2 separate regions of the Mus musculus genome follow, and region 2 is linked to region 1. A link is a contact called in public promoter capture Hi-C data. All regions are on one chromosome and are shown on one strand. Each heading gives the region's core, a stretch centred on a gene start, on an enhancer-like site or on the middle of the called end of the contact. The rest is flanking DNA. Distances are from core to core; before and after follow the strand shown. Region 1 overlaps Tmem132d (transmembrane protein 132D). Region 2 holds the start of Tmem132d (transmembrane protein 132D).

Region 1 (4,972 bases), core at 27-2,526:
TCTTCCTCCTCTGTCTTCCTCTCCTCCTCTGTCTCTATTTACCTGCAACACCTCACCTTTTCCCTCTACTGCCCAATCACAGGCTCTAGCCTTTTATCGACCAGTTAAATTGGGAAGAAGTTCACATGGTATCGCTTTGAGTACATTAGGATTTGCTCATCCAAGGGCAGCCACATCTTGAGGATCCAGTATTTAGTACTAGAATACAAGCAGCAGCAGCAGCAGCAGCAGACCAACCCACTACATCTCTCCTTCTCCAGCTCTGTAACAGTGAGCGTCCAAGTTTCAAAGCAACCGGAGAAAAGGACGGAAGGAAACAGATTTACAGGGAAGCTATGTTCTCAGGCTGCATTTATATCCATCTCTACAGTGCGAGGTCTTCAGAAGGCATCAGTCCCTCCCTTAGACTGTAAGGAAGTGTGCTAGCTAAAGGGTCAGTTTTTCCATCCTGATACTGAAGAGTTACTTTTAGAATACAGATAGAGACTTAATGGGGAGAGAAGGGGAAACACTTTGGAGTGTCAATCAACTTTGGAGGCTTCCCTGAAGCTCCATTCCTGAAACCTTCCCTCAGCAGAAATCAAACTCTGAGGCTCCAGCCAGGATGCCAATATGTTCCACAAACTCCTTCTGTGCTCACCTGGCAACGTTACATAGCAACTAATCAGCATCCCAAGACCCTGGAGTGGTACCACAGAAGCAGGGTTAGTTTGCTACTTGAGAGGGAGGAGTCTTTCCTGCTCAAGGATATGAGGAGGTGGTCTGTCAGCAGGACTTCCCCTCAAAATGGGAAGCGCCCATCCAAGACGAAGGATGAAGTCCTGTGGAATTTCCTGTGCACATAGAGCTGGCTTCACTATAGAACCTTTTGTTACAGGACCCTATGAACTCTGCCTAGTTTTCTTCCTGGGGAGGAGGTATGCTCTGTCTTGGTCACCAAAGGAGATCAGCTAGTTGAAATATTCCTCTGGACTGTGTTTGGTACCTTATAAACTCAAATTCAGACATAGGTATAAACTACTATTCTCCTTTGTGTGTAAATAAAAGGGTCTGCCCATAACATACTTTACAAACCAGCCTAGTCCCTACAGGGCAAAGGTCACATGGCTCAAGTCATTTCTGTTGCCTGTTACCAAAGGCTTGACAGACAGGGATATTGTCACAGCCCAGCATGGCTGGGACATTTGTCTGTGGAGCCGAGAAATGGCAAAGAGCCCAGGCACATCTCTCTGAGGCTGAGCAAAACAATTGATTCAAAGCCCACACAAAACTCCCCCAAAGAAGACAGCAGAGCGCAAACTAAATTCACAAAGCAGATGTTGGGTGTTGGAGAGTATCTGGATGGAATGAGAAATCTCAGATAGAAAAGCTTTGAAAACAGATTTTTTTTTTTTTAAACCTGAAAAAAGGCTGGGGGTGGGGGCGGCGAGGGGAGGAATCTAAGGCTCAATGTCTGATGTGCTCAAGGGGAATATGGGAATCAGACAAGGTGAAGACCATCCAGAGCCCTTGGCCGAGGTCCAGCCTTGTGTCCTGTTATGTGTACTGAGGGATGGAAGAGGAGGGGGAGAGCTATGAGCTCCTGCTATAGGTACTGAGCTGAGCTGATAGAGTTATAAAACTATGGGGAAAATCTCCAAAGTTCACATGCCAGTGGTGCTCTCATGTGGTAGAGAGACGAACAAAGGTATCAGGTGTATGTCTGTGGGGATGAAGTGAGGCAAAGTCCTGGACGCAGTACAAGGGCAATCTGAGCAGCCAATGAGAAGCCAGCGCCAGGCAAAAGGAGAGACAGGAGCTTGGCATGTGCTTGACATGTTGAAGGACAGGTAAGACACTATGTAAGTAGATAGTTGTAAATAAGGATGGGGTTGGTTTCTGAAGGGACCAGAGAAACACCAGCCAAAAATCGAGGGAGCTTCTGATTCGTTTGATAAAGACTTAGGATTTTATCCTGAGTGGGAAGTGACTAGGAAAGCCATCTGATTTATATGTTGAAGAGACCAGTCAGTGGGGCTCCATGGTTGAGAGCACTGGTTGCTAGTCCAGAGGACCTGGATTCAAACCCCAGCACCCACATGGTGGCTCACAACTATCTATAATTCCTATTCCAGGGGATTGGATATCATTTCTGGCCCTTGTGTGTACTGTGCACATGTGATACACATGCAGTTACACACACACACACACACACACACACACACACACACACACACACCACAGGCACACAACAGTAACTCTACAAAGAAAATTTAAAGGCCATCTAGGAACCGGGGTTGTAGCTCAGTCAATAGAGTGCCTATCTAATATGCACACGGCCCTCAGTTTGATCCGTCACACTGTACCAACTGGCATGTCTGAAACCCCAGTACCCAGGTCACACACTTGTTCAATGTGCATCTGTTCAGATTCTCCTGATTGTCTCAAACTTAAATGTAATCATCTTAGCCCAAAACGTTATAATAAAATCCCAGACTCTCGGTATACTAAGCAAAGGCAACTTAGCCTCCGTGGTTGTGGAATCTTAAAAGCTTAAGATCAAGGCGTCAGCTGAGTGGGTTCCTTGGAAGAGCTCCCTCCTCCCAGATGTGCTCAGATATCTCCATGCTGTGCATTTACAGAGAGAAGGCAGGAAGCTCCGCGCCTCTCCCTATGAGGGTGCCACACTCACCATGGAATGCCACTCTGTGACCTCATCTGAATGTGATTCCTTGCCCTAGAACCCATCTGAAGATACAGCCGTCCCCCTGCCTCAACTGTGGCTTCACTCTGCAGCCTTGGTCATCCATGTTCAAGAAGCATCGAATGAAAATTCTAGAGACAATTCATTCATTTTAAGTTGTTAACTCTCTTGTGCAGCATGATAGAAGTCTGCCTTTGTTGAGCTGTAGACTGTATCAGTGCTTGTGTGTAAGTAAAGCCTCACTTTATTGGATAGCATTCCCAAAGACCAGGGCTGTGGACAAACAAGGAGTGTCTGGGGCCTGACTAGGAGGCTACTGTGTGGTCCAAGGAGAGATGATGGAAGAGAAGATCCAGGATGTATTTTTGAGATTTGATAACACAGCATGATTAAAAGACAGTGTCAAAGGAGAAAGCCTTCTGACTTCAGTATTTCTCCTCATGTTTATACAAGAATGTGTGCATGTGTGTGTGTGTGTATACATGTGTGTGTACATGTGTGTTTGTGCATGAATGTGTATATTTGTGAGTGTGCATGTGTGTTTATGTATGTGTGTGTTCCTCAGCTTTTTTAAAAAAGATTTATTTTATGTATGCAACTATACTGTCACTGTCTTCAGACACACCAGAATAGGGCATCAGATCTCATTACAGATGGTTGTGAGCCACCATGTGGTTGCTGGGAATTGAACTCAGGACCTCTGGAAGAATGGCCAGGTGCTCTTAACCACTGAGCCATCTCTCGAGCCCTCTCTCGGGGTTTTGTTTTTGTTTTTTTAAAACACGGACTCCAGGTATTGAACTCAGGTCCTCATGTTTGCAGAGCAAATGCTTTATAAACTGCTTTACAAACACCTTTCTAGCCCTTGACTCCCATATTTCTTAGGGAAGACTCAAGACACGCCCCTACAGTTCACACCACCCCCTCCCTGATGCAGCACCCTTCCTACAGATCTATGTGCATGTGGCCTCTCTCAGGTCTTAGGAAAACACTTCTGAAAAAGAGTGGGTATTTTCTTTTGGTAAGTCTTGTCTGCTGTTTTGTTCCTGTCAGAAGGGAAAATTTTATAAGACTCTCACTCATGTTTAGATAACAATTGAACCAGAACTCCTGTGGTCTGGGCTGTATATTTCCTTGTCTGTATGATTTATGAAACTTAAATTTTTTATTAAAATTTAGCCACTGTATTAAGAAATCAATATAAAACTATCAAAATACTCCATAGAATGATTGCAAAGTATCACTATGAACATAACGCTAAATTATTTATACACATGGTTCTGTACCTAGACATGTACAGTCTTGGCTGTTGAGCTGAGAAAACCCTTCCTTGGTCTCTTAGTTCAACACAGATCTCATTATTTTGCTCCTCATTGCTCAATACTACAGACTAACACAAACCAACATTTGTCTTCCCACATCAGAACGTGAGGGGCAAGACACCCAAGAACGCACACGTGAGCATTTGCCAGGTAACCGGAGAAGTGTTCAAAGGATGAATGAGAGATTTTTATGCTTTTTAAAGAAGTTGCTTTCACTTCAGCAACAGAACTTTCACTCCAGTGATAGAACCAGCCAGTGAGAAATATTAATCCTGTGGCAGCTGAGACTTGGATGGCGAATTCCTTGCATGATTGATGAATGAGTGTCATGTATTGTGGTGGTTTGAATAGGTTTGGCTTCCATAGACTCATGTCTTGGAATGCTTGGCCCATGAGTGGCACTATTAGGAGGTGTGGCATTTTGGAGTGGGTGTGGCCTTGTTAGAGGAAGTGTGTCATGGTGGGGCGGGGCTTTGAGGTCTACAGCTCTACCCGGTGTGTATTCCAGTCTCCTCCTTGCTGCCTGGGGATCAACATGTAGGACTCATAGCATCTCCAAAACCATATCTACTTGTTCGATACCATGCTCCCTGCCATGATGATAATGGACTAGACTTCTGTAGTGGTTTGAATACGCTTAGCTCAGGGAGTAGAACTATTAGGAGATATGACTGTGTTGGAGTAGGTGTGGCCTTGTTGGAAGAAATGTGTCACTGTGGGAGATGGACAATGAGACCCTCCTCCTAAACCACATAGGGACCAATCTTTTAGCAGCCTTCAATTCTTATAAGAGTTGCCTTGGTCATGCTGTCTGTTCACAGTAGTAAAACCCTAAGTTAGAAAACCTCTGAAATTGTAAGACAATCCCAGTGAAATGTTTTCCTTTATAAGACTTGCTGTGCTCATTGCGTCTCTTTTCAGCAATAAAACCTTAACTAAAACACCCATCTTACAAAAATCTGTGTGC
Region 2 (5,366 bases), core at 2,018-4,517, 410 kb after region 1:
GATTAGCCAAGGCCGTTAGCACATGAAAATATGTGTTCTATTGCATTTAAGGGCTCCTATTGGTGGACGAGAGTAAAAACAGTAACACAGTACAGTAGATATTAGTATTTGATACCAACTCCATTTTCCATTCATTCCCAGACAAATTAAACAGTTAAGAGTGTGTGTTTACTTGGTTGAAATACTCTCCAGTATAGCTCATACTGGACTTCAAGTTAGTCAGAACCTGCAGATATGAGTAGGGATATTGCACTGTGGATGAAGTATTTGCCTTGTTAAGGTGAGGACATGAGTTCTAATCCCCAACACCCATGTAAATGCTAGGCAGGCATGACAGCCACCTATAAACCCATCAAAATGGACTCAGGGGATCCCCTAGGTATGTTGGGTAAGGGGGCCAGCCAGAACCAGTGTGCTCTGGGTTCAGCAAGAGTTCCTGCCTCAATATGTAAAATGGAGAATAATCAAAGAAGAAGCACGTGATGAAAACTTCCAGCCTCCATGTGCACGCACACACGCATTCCCATCTAACCCCACACACATATGTGCACGAATGCCAACGTGCAAACTACACATACACACACTCACTACACACATAAAACAGATATGTTGCTAGCAAGCACTTACAGGTCATCACACAACTTTAAGAGGGAAGTGGGGGGGGGGGAATGGAACAAACACCAGACTGTCCTTGGGTGCGTGTCTCGTCTGCCCCTATGAAGTCCCCTTTTACACTGCTTGATACCAAGCCATCAATCCCCATCCTTCCCAGCTGAGAACCACAGCTGTGTTACCTCACACGGGCTCAGCCTTTAACCTTGCTCACAGCTGCGTGAAGGTTCCCCACATTCCGACTGGGCTTCAACAGTCTGCCCGAGGCAGGCTCCGCCAGTCCTCTTTCAAAGTTCGAGCAAAGAACCTTACATGACATTAACATTACTGACAAGCTGGGTTCTAGCCATTTGGGAAAGAGATGCTCCCCCCTCCCACCCCATACCTTGTTTAAGGACGAGTTCAAAAGCACCCAGGGCAAGGTGGCACCCATCAGCACAGCTGCTCATAATGAAGGAATCAGTGAGGGAGTGAGAGGGAACACCATTATTAGTGTAGAGTCAGTCCAAAGCCGCCCTTAATAAAGCCCTGCTATTAAGGAATAAAAACAAAGACGTCTATTCTTATCAAACCAAGCAACAAGGACAACAGCACGCCTCCCAGCTATGCTGGAGTGGCATCGTGGCCCTGACGACCTAGGGTCTGCATTTTTTTTTTTTAACCAACCTCCTCTTTGGTTTCCAGTGTATTCTATATCTCCAAAGCTGTGGCTCCCTCCCGGAAGTGGGGCTACTCCTCATTAGCTTACCTGAGCCCCCTTCAACAGCACTTGAAAACACAGTGACATAAACACCTAGCATGCCCCCGCAACCATTCCCACGCAAAAAAAAAAAAAAAAAAAAAAAAAAAAAAAAAAAAAAAAAAAAAACAGCAATCAATCTGCCTAACTCTACAAGATTCTATGCAACTAGATTGCCAGATACCAGAAAAGCCAGAAACCAAAATCAACATATCATAAAAGATTGCGCTTGTCAACTGGCTAGGAAGTTTCAGAGAGATGTTGCCTGATAAATATTCGCAGAGAAATATGTTTACAGGGTTTTTTTTTTTTTTTCCAGCACACAGGAGACCGCAAAGAATCTTGACTTTTGCTGTAGAAAGGGGGTGTAGGGGAGAAAACTACCCACAAATAGAAACCTCCTGCTCGGCCAGGAAGACGTGTAGAGTCCATCTACCGTGTCCTGTGGATATCGATCGCTCTGCAAGGCATTTCTGTCCCAAGCTTTCAAATTTGCTTGTACCAGGCAGGGATTTGAAGGAGACGGTAATAGCAGGTAAACGGGGCTTCCCGCTTCTACTCACGGCCCCATGTCAGGACCCCACTGGGAAGACTTGGGTCAGATAGACAGTAGAGCATCTGTGGAAGTATTCTCCTATCCCCCCACCCACCCCCACCCCCATCCCCTATACACACACAGCAGCTGCAGAAGGCCGACCCAGGAGACCCTGGGCTGAAAGGGTCTCTGGCCAACTGTGTTCTTAACGGCCCGTGGTACACTAGCTGACATTCTCGCACAGCAGGGCTGTTGAGAATTATTTCTAAACCGGTTAGGGCCAGTTGGGAAGTCCACACCAAATTCTAGGAAGCGTCCAGGGCCAGGGCAGACTAGGCTTCCCCGTTTCCCTTTGTCGCTTAGGCACACTCTCCTAGGGCATCATACCAAGACTTCCAGGGAAATCACCTGCTGCCAAGGTGTCTGCCCCGGAACCTTGGCTCCACAAACCTGCTGTGTACACACACACACACACACACACACACACACACACACACACACACCCACCGGCCCTCTCTGGGCCACCCACATCCACATCTACTCTCAGCAAAGTTAAGTCCCCCGGGCCCAGGTAGCCCCAGCGTCCTCACCTTTGGAGAAAAGGGCAGCTAGGCTGATGAGCACGGGAGACCAGAGGTACCACAGAGTCCCCATCTCAGATGGGCACATCCTGGAGACTTGGAGCGCGGGTCCTCTGCTCCTCCGTGGTGTCCTCTGGCTGAAGAAGGGATGTCGCCAGATCCCCGGAGAAGAGAAGCTGAGCTGGATGACCAAGACGCATCTGGCTAGGGACCCGAGCAGCAGGGCCGCCCTGTGCCGGGTCCCCACAGGTCCATAGCCAGGCCGCTCAGGCTCCGGGGTCCCGCAGCGCAGGCCGAGGCTCACCTCAGTCTTTCGACTGCGCTGAGGACTGGCTCGTGAATTGAATTTCACTCCACAAGGGGGGTCTCCGGTGTTGCGTCCCCAAGCATGGAGAGCGCTCTGAGGACTCCGGCTGGGAGGCTGCGGTGGGCTAGCGCGCGCGGGCGGCTGCGGGGCTGCGAGGTTGCGGGGCCCGGGGCGCGGGCAGAGGCGGCGCGGGGGTCCCCGGGCTGGTAGCCAGGCACGCGTGGGGACCCGGGGCACATAGCCTCGCCGCCCCCATCCCGCGCCACGGGGCTTCGGCGCGCGCGCTCCGCCGCCCAAAGTTTGCGGGGCGCTGCGGCTCCACCCCAGCCCGCCCCGGCTCCCCACGCGCGCCCGGCGCACGGCCGGCTCCGGAGACGAGCAGCGCTCGGGGCGGAGGGCGAGCGGCGCGCGGACGAGTAGGCGCGAGCTCGGGGCGGCTGCATCCGAGCGCACCCAGAGCAGCGTGCCCAGGCGGGCTGGGGTTGTTGCTTCCTAATTTCTCTCTCTTCCTCTCTCCCTCTCTCTCTCTTTTTAAGCCCCACCCTTCTGGAGTGACAGCTGTGAGCCCCAATCCGCAAAGTAGGTCCCACCTTCCTGGTTGCGGGGCGCCCAGCCTCGCAGTCGCCCTCTCTATGTGCTCGAATAGGAGGGAGATGTTCAAAGGAGGTTATGGACACCCCGCAAGCCCCGAGGAGCGCGCACGAGAACCAGCGTGGATGTCCACGCTCACAACAGGTGTGGAAAGGCCATCTGCCCTGCCTTCTTAAAGCTTCTGACTATAGGCGGCCTTCAGGCAAGGACAGTTCAGGAACCCCTAACATAGGCTGAAGTGTTTCCGGTGAACTCTAGATTGTGAGCCTGGGATGCCAAAATGACCCTCAAATTCCTGTCCCTGAAAGATTTCCATCCTGGCTCCCCGCTGGCCTTTGGGCATTAGGGAATTGGCATTAGGGAAGATATTTCATTGAAAAGCTAATAGGTACAGCTCTCCACTCATGCCTTCCAGGGTATCTAAGGCGAACTCACACCAAGATACATAATACCCATGCTAGTGTCCCGAGCCGGAGCCCTCCTCACTGCTCCGCAGAGCCTTGGAAACAAGCAGATGTTGTGGGGATTCAGAGAGGAAACCCAGCATCACTCCAACGAGTGGGTTCACTTCTGCGGATAAAAATGGACTGGGTTAGTTAATTTTCTTTGTGCCATGACAAAATACTTAACAAAAGCAACTTAAGGGAAAGAGAGTCCGTTTTGGGCTCACAGGCATGAATTGGTTAGTTTTTGTCCGGTTGACATGAGCTAGCGTCATTTGGGAAGAAGAAACCTCCGCTGACTAAATGCCTCCATCAGATTGCCCTGTAGGGAGCCTGTGGGCATTTTCTGGATCAATGATTGCTGTGGGAGGAGCCACTGGAAGTAGTACCGCCCCTGGGCGGGTGGTCCTGGGTTTTATATGAAAGGAAAGCTACAAAGGCCATGGAGAGCAAGTCAGTGGGCCGCTTCCTTCCACTGCTTCTGTGTGTCTGTTCCTGTCTCCGGATTCCGACTCTAACTTCCCTCCATGATGGATTTAAACTAGAGGATGAAACCAACCCACTTCTCCTCAAGTTGCTTTTGATCTTTGTTTTTATCACAGCTTGGCAGCAAAGAGCATGAGGCAGCTGGTCACATGGCATCTGCAGTCAGAAACTGGGGGCGAGGGCGCCAGGCTGGTGCTCAACTTGCTCTCTCTGTATTTAGTCTGGGGCCTCTGTCCATCCATGGTAGCACCCACATTCAGGATGAACCTTCCTCTTCAGTTAAACCTTTGTGGGAACCCCCAGAGGTGGGTCTTCATGGTGACTTTTAAGTTAGAACATGACAGGACTCACAGAATCTGGCTAAGGAGGCAATCCACACCAGGGAGCTACAAAACCATCCCCAGCTTTAAGCATTTTCAGCTCCCTGACTTCCAAGGGAAGATCAGAGGAGTCAGGGTTGTTCTGCCAAAAACAGCCCAAAGGCCTCTGTCTTTCTGGGTATCCTCATCTTTGGGGTACCAGCTCCAGATTTGTCCTGTGTGCCTTTCTTAAATTTTGTCTTTCTGGTGTTCTGTCTGTCTCTGTCTCTATATCTCTCGATCTCTTTCTGTGTGTGCATGAGCACGGGCACACACATGCGCGCGCACATGCACTCACACACACACACACATTTTCTGTTTTCTAAAAACTTTACAGAGTTAGCAATACAAAGAACCTGGTTGAAATGACTGCTGTGCCCATCCCTGAACTGATGTATCGAGGCAGGTGGGACTCCAGGCTGCCTTACTCTTTTCCCCGACGGATGGGAGAAACAGAGGTTTCATCTCTGGCAGGCATTTCTCTGAATGACCCTTCACATCTCACCAAGCTTCCCCCTTATTTCTTTGTGGCTGATCCAATTGTGTGGATTCACGTATATTTTTAAAGGTTTATTTATATTTATGTTGTGTATGTGAGTGCTTTGCCAACATGTATGTAAATACCTTGTGTGTGTACAGTAACAGCAGAGACCAGGAGAGGCCAATCCCCTGGAACTGGAGTTACAGACAGTTGGGAGCCACCATGTGAGTGC

What was found. Promoter capture Hi-C pulls out the DNA fragments that hold promoters and counts their contacts.
Region 2: a contact with region 1 is called in a promoter capture Hi-C map of hippocampal neurons, with 5 times the contacts expected there. The contact joins the promoter of Tmem132d here to the enhancer-like site in region 1. A contact is called at or near these places in 12 of 39 promoter capture datasets (the HPC-7 cell line, cranial neural crest, embryonic stem cells and 5 more), 1 of 15 datasets of contacts at CTCF or cohesin (embryonic stem cells), 22 of 484 Hi-C or Micro-C datasets (brain, cerebral cortex, embryonic stem cells and 1 more) and 12 of 115 datasets of contacts at active chromatin or transcription factors (astrocytes, embryonic forebrain, embryonic limb bud and 4 more).

What each region holds. Positions count from the first base shown.
Region 1 is chr5:128,026,090-128,031,061 of GRCm38.p6, forward strand. All of the region lies in intron 3 of Tmem132d (transmembrane protein 132D), which reads right to left. Among named protein-coding and RNA genes, the nearest start is that of Glt1d1, 400 kb to the left of the region's middle. Within about 2 kb of position 1,277, at least 15 of the 459 cell types and tissues checked have an H3K27ac peak or open chromatin away from gene starts, as enhancers often do. A contact at or near this core is called in hippocampal neurons, where this site is marked.
Region 2 is chr5:128,429,810-128,435,175 of GRCm38.p6, forward strand. It overlaps Tmem132d (transmembrane protein 132D), which reads right to left and starts at 3,268. Exons shown (of 9, transcript NM_172885.2): 1 at 2,477-3,268. The coding sequence starts at 2,555.